2 separate regions of the Sus scrofa genome follow, and region 1 is linked to region 2. Evidence: chromatin contacts called from public Hi-C data. All regions are on one chromosome and are shown on one strand. The core of a region is the stretch at or near the end of the contact, and the rest is flanking DNA. Distances in the headings are between cores, read along the strand shown. Region 1 holds the start of ADGRA2 (adhesion G protein-coupled receptor A2). Region 2 has its middle 13 kb from the start of EIF4EBP1.

The links. Hi-C and Micro-C count contacts between places; a contact is called where the count stands out from the background.
Region 1: a contact with region 2 is called in a Hi-C map of subcutaneous adipose tissue, with 1.9 times the contacts expected there. The contact joins the promoter of ADGRA2 here to the enhancer-like site in region 2. A contact is called at or near these places in 8 of 47 Hi-C or Micro-C datasets (alveolar macrophages, embryonic fibroblasts, heart right ventricle and 4 more) and 1 of 2 datasets of contacts at active chromatin or transcription factors (alveolar macrophages).

What each region holds. Positions count from the first base shown.
Region 1 is chr15:48,609,535-48,612,364 of Sscrofa11.1, forward strand. ADGRA2 (adhesion G protein-coupled receptor A2) reads right to left here and starts at 1,500. Exons shown (of 20, transcript XM_003133366.4): 1 at 823-1,500. The coding sequence starts at 1,085.
Region 2 is chr15:48,454,667-48,457,725 of Sscrofa11.1, forward strand. No RefSeq gene overlaps it. Among named protein-coding and RNA genes, the nearest start is that of EIF4EBP1, 13 kb to the left of the region's middle. Within about 2 kb of position 1,740, at least 27 of the 83 cell types and tissues checked have an H3K27ac peak or open chromatin away from gene starts, as enhancers often do. A contact at or near this core is called in alveolar macrophages, retroperitoneal adipose tissue and subcutaneous adipose tissue, where this site is marked.

The sequences.
Region 1 (2,830 bases), core at 250-2,749, 150 kb after region 2:
AGACCGAAGGAGCCTAGCAGGCAGCCTCCTTCCGACCTCAGCCAGGTTTCTGTCTTCGCAATCCCTACGCGAAGAAGTCAATCGAGAAACAGCCAAAGCTCGTGTTATATCCGGGGAGGGAAAGAAGAGGGACGGATGCAGGACCCAAAACAGAGCTCACTTCACAGATGCGCGCGGGCGGGAGAGGGGCCCGAGAAGAATCGGGACGCTGGGGTCTTGTTCACCCCAGAAGCGCCTGCACCCCGAGGACAGACTTTTTCCGAGCCCACCCTCCCGCCTGCGCTAGAGAGAAGATCTGCAAGCGGGGCTGGCAGGCTTCAGGGTCGAATGGGGCGCCCCCAACTGGAGGAGCCAGGCCCGCGGAGTGAATCGGCGTGCCGCCAGGGACGCGTCCGCGGTGGTAAAGACCACAACCACCTACTGGGCCGCAGGCGTCGAGCTTCCCTGAGCCTTCCCCGAGCCTGCCCACTTCAGGTCCCCGAAGTCCGCAACACCAGCCCCGGCTGGAAACTCAAGGGGCGTGGGCGTCCCGCCAGCGCGCATTCCCCTTCACCTGTGCAGGTGAGTGGGCGTCCGCCTTGCCTCTCTTTGGGACGCCCCCACCCCCACTCCACGCCATGCTCCTTCCTCATTCGACACCCCTGGAGCTCTAATTTTCCCCCTGCTTCTCCAAGCCTCCCTTTTCTTCTTCTGGACCAGGCCTGTCCTAGAGTCTCTGAAGTGTTGGCATCCTCTCGGTCCCCCATTTCTCACCCCTCCCGTCTGGTTTCCTTTCGTCCCCTCGTCGGGGATCGGGCTGGGCTGGCCGAGTTTGGTACTCACAGGGTAACGGTGCTGTTAGGCAGAAGGCCGGGCTCCGGAGGCTCCGGGAGGTCCCCGCCGCCGCACACCACCCTCCTGCGTGCCGGGTTGGATGAGCCGCCGCTTAGCCCCTTGGGCCGCTCCCCCGAGCACTTGCAGCTGCGGATGGGGACCGGGCAGCCGGGCGCGCCCCAGGTCCCGGGCACCAAGAGCAGCAGCCAGGGTAGCAGCTGCAGCAGCAGGCGCGCGGGCGCCGCCCGCATCCTGCGTCCCGCGGTGCCCATCAGCCCATCGCCCCGCGGGGACCGACAGCGCTGGGGCCCGTCTGCGCGCCGGCCAGAGGGATCCGAGAGTGCGGGAGGCGTGCTCAGCGGGGGCCCGGGGCGCCCGAGGGCGGGGCGGGGGGCCCTGGGCGGAGGCAAGCCCCGGGGTCCCCGCCGCCGCGCCCCGGGGGCATGTCCGGCGAGCGCCCCGGCGGGGAGGACGCGGGCGCGGCTGTCAGCGCGGCGCGGGCGGCCCCAGGCGTCGCGGCCCGAGTCTCTGCGCGGTTCTCCCGGGCCGGTTGAGGCCGGACCCCTCCGCGGCGCTTGCTCGCTCTGCGCGGGGCTGGGACCTAGCGGATCGCGCCGGGCTCCTGCCGCCGCCGCCGCCGCCGCCGCCGCCGCCGCTCCGTGCCATGGATGGAGGCAGCTCGGCGCGGCGCCGCTCCCGCCGCCGCCAGCCCCCTCCCTCCCTCCCGAGCGGGCGCCCTCCCCTCGCCAGCTCGTCCGTCCGCGAGGCCCTAGCGCCTCCCGATACGCAGCCAGGCCTCTGCCCTCCTCGGAGCCTGAGCGGGCCAGCCGGCTTGAGGCCCCGCAAGTTCCCTGCACCCGCCTTGAATGTAGACTTTTTCTCACTCCCGCCCCTCTCCCCTGAGGCAGGAATCTTCCTCCTGACAACCCATCTCCGACCTCAAAGCCAACCGCCGTCACTTTTCACAAAATCTTCCCTCACTCATTCCTGTCCAGCCTGCACCCCATATCTCTGGGACTTTCGTTGACCTGCGGGCTTGGCCAGAGATGTCCATGTTTTGGTTTAACTTTGTTCACTGCTCTGGGGTTGCTGAGGCTCGGCTTCCCTTGACCCCTGACCTGATGGGCCAGTCTGGAGGCCGGCACTCACTGCAGGATCGTAGCCAAGTCTTAGGAGGCTCAGACCCTCCTTGCTGCTGGCTGACCTCGCCCAGTGGGGGGTGCATGTCTTTCTGCCTAGGAGGGGTCAAAGGCCAAGGCAGACAGGCTAGATCTGCCACCGCCTACCTTTTCCACATCCACGTGTGTGTTTGGGGGAACAGTGGGAATGGGGGGGATGGAGAAGGGAAAAGCAGGGGTGTGTGCTGGGAGTGGAAAAAGCACTGTACCCAGTCAGGAGGGCCCTTTCTAGGCAGCTCTAAGGACACATGGGGGGGGTAGAATCTTGGGGGTCAAAGTGGGGCCCTGCCTGCCCCCTAGTTTGTGAATGCAAGTTGTTGCCTGAAAACTGGTTAGCGGTGGTGGTGGGAGGGCACTCAGATGGGTTTGAAAATCACCTTGATTCCCAGATAGACTGAAACACAAGCTGGGACAGAGGGACAAATGAAGTGTGGCCCAATGTGTCTGCTTCTTGTCTTCCCACAGAGGCTGCCTTTTCTGACACTTGCAGGGAGATGCAGGCTGGGGGTGAGGAGTAGAAATGGCACCTTTGCTGTGGAGATGAGGCTACCAGGGTTGAGGGGTTCCTGGGCAGAGCTCCTTTTCCCATCCTTCGCTGGGCCACCGAATCGGCCACTGTAGTGACCGTCACCGTCTTTGTGTGCCCTTGGCTCTGCTGGTGTATGTGGCACCTTTCCTAGTACAGTGGCATATCAGCTGGGTCCCCCACCCCCTTTGCTGGGAATGGCTTCTTTCCCTCACATGAGCGGCAGATGCCAGGCCCAGACACTGGCTCCTTCTGGCTCCACAGGTCTGTCCCAGTTGCAGGCTCTGGTTCCTTCAACTTCCAAAGATAAATA
Region 2 (3,059 bases), core at 490-2,989:
GTCAAAAGCTTTTGTGTGTCCAGTGCACAAAGAAGTTATGATCAAGGCAGTTCCCCTGTGGTGCAGTGGGTTAAGAATCTGGTGTTGCTGCAGCTGTGTCACACGTTCCATTCATGACCCAGGAACATCCACAAGCTGTGGATGCCGCCAGAAAAAAAATTATCACCAAAAGAATACAGATTTGAGAGTTACCGTTGTGGTGCAGTGGAAACAAATCCGACTAGTATCCATAAGGAGGTTGGTGTGATCCCTAGCCTTGCCCAGTGGGTTGGGGATCCAGCATTGCCATGAGCTGTGGTGTAGATCACAGATGCGGCTCGGATCTCACATTGCTGTGGCTGTGGCAAAGGCCAGCAGCTGTACCTCTGTTTCGACCCCTAGCCTGGGAACTTCCATATGCCGCAGGTACAGCTGTAAAAAGCAAAAAAAAAAAAAAAAAAAAAAAAAAGATAAAACAGATTCTTCCTTAGAATATCAATGCCTGTTACTGGTTTCTAAGAACTCCTTTATGACCAAGGATGTTAACAATTTGTCATGCATTGCAAATGAAATAACATGTATTTATGCCATCAGTTTACTATAGTGCTTTGTATTTTGGTTGCTTATTAAAATATAATTGTGTTGTGTTTTTGTTTTTGTTTTAAAAAAAGATAAAACAGAATTCCTCCCAAGGAGAAATCTCCTGGCTCAGATAGTTTCACTCCAGCTTCAGACACCTAAAGAAGAATAAACATCAATTTGATACAACCTCAGGAGTTCCCGATGTGGCTCAGCTGGGAACTCTGAGATGAATATTCTTGTCCTACTCCTTACAGGGCCTCTTGGTCCCCTCCAGGCATCTTGTCTCCCGGGTGCATCAGAAACCCAGGATTCCAGCTCAAGAACTCAGAGGCTTCATCACCTTCTAGCGCAGCTACTGGCCCATCACCAGAGCTGGGTAGGAAGAGCCTGAGGTCTCCTGAATAGCCGTGACATCAAAATAGCCCTCCTTCTCCCAGCCAAGCTCTGTTTTGGAGCCTGTGAGGCCACCAAGTTCCCCTATCCTGCTGGCATTTCCTCTTCTAGTACTCACTGGCTCATCAGGGGTGGAGGGCTTGGATGGGGCCAGGAGAAATGGGACAGTGGCTGGAATGAAAGGCAGGCACCAGTGATCCTTGGTTTCCAGGTTTGGAAGCATTTGGAGAGGCAGCGTTTCATTTTTATATTGAGGAGGTAGAGGAGATCATGGCAGGACTCCTTTGAAGGGACTTCCTTCCTGCAGCCTATGGAAAAGGTTCCAGATGCTAGAAAGGGGCTAAAAAGACAAGCCCCTAGGAGTTCCTTGGTGGCTTATTGGGTTAAGGATCCAGCGTTGTTGCTGCTGTGGCTCTGGTCATGCCTGGCAGGGGAACTTCTGCATGCCACTGGTGTGGCTAATCAATTAATCAATCAACTCCCTAGCCTGTGGGGTGCAGGTCTCCGCAGCTCCAGCCCCTGTTTCCCTGGTGATCACCAACAGTGTCTGAGTGCTCTCCCTGTTCCCTGCAGGCCCAGGAACGCCTTACTCCCCCCACCACACCATTCTGGAATGTCTTCTGGCTCCTGGGCTGCTGCCTTTGGTCTTAAATGGTATCATGACCTCGGAATCACTTTCTAATGGGGGGTGGGGGGAGGGGGGGTGCAAGGAGATGTGAGCCCAGGCATGTATGTGGGAAGTAAGCCAAACCAAGCAAAGAGGCTGGAGTAGAAGTGAGCTCTAAGTGATGGCTAATTGGTCAAGCAAGACCAGGGTGCATGTGGTTACTGCTGAGGCCTGGCACAGCCTGGGGCTGAGTGTTCACCCCATTGGAGGTCTTCCCTCTGCAGGTGTTTACCACGGCTCTGGCCCCCAGTTGCCCTCCAAGATCCCTAGGCTGTGCCTCCATGGTACCTCTACACCCCCTGCAAGTTGGGCAGCTTAGCCAGAGGGCCCCAGAGGAGGCTCCCATTCATATCTGGGCAGCTGCTGCCCCTGGCCAGCTTGCTCACAGTGTTCCCTCGGGCTTCTCAAGGACGGAGGGCCAGCTCATGCCTGGATTCAGAGCCTGCTTTCCACTCTCAGGCCTGCTCCTTCACCCTGGGTCAGGGAAGAGGGAGAGAGGGGGAGCCTAGGGAACAGAGGAGGGATGATCCCTGGGGAAGACCACCCCAATAAGGCAGAGGTTGGACTTGGTTGTCTGCCGGCCTGACATTTGGGAAGTGGTGGAGATGGGCTGTCAGGGGGAAGGTTTCTGTTCCTCACTCTCCTTTTACAGAATGTGCTTAGGACACTAGGGACAAAGGGAAGGGAGGGTGCAGACAGGAAGGACAGGCTTTGGACGCAAGCTAGAAAACAGAACGATCCACTTGACTTGCTGCATTCCTAAGGCTGGACTCATTCTAGTCTGCTCCCTGTGTGACAGATGTGGGGCAGTGCTGGCTGCCTGGAAGACTCCAGAGACACTGTTCAGACGTGGGCCTCTCAGAGGTCCTGCTCGTGGTGATTCTAAGGAATTGGGAAAAACTTGACTCATTACAAACAACCCAGGCACTCCCCAACAGGCCCACAATTGCCCTAGAGTTCCCTGGAGTTCTCCATACAGGCTCCCCAAGGGTCTACAATGAGTTTGGCATATAAACACCAATGTAGCTGTAAGAGGTATTTAATACTCTGTAAACAACCCTGGTGAAATTAGCAGATTAGTTTCATGGTTCACCTGGGTCTGGTCTCAGGAACCTCCAAGCCTTACAGGGCTGTTTGGGAGTTCCCATCATGGCTCAGTGGAAATGAATCTGACTAGCATCCACGAGGGTGCTGGTTCCATCCCCGGCCTTGCTCAGTGGATCAGGGATATGGCATTGCTGGGAACTGTGGTGTAGATTGCAGACATGGCTGGGATCTGGCATTGCTGTGGCTGTGGTGTAGGCCAGCAGCTACAGCTCTGATTCGACCCCATCCTGGGAACTTTCATATGCTGCAGGTGCGGCCCTAAAAGACGGAAAAAACCCAAAAAACAATAACAACAAAAAAAAAACCACACCAACACCAACAAAAAAAAATG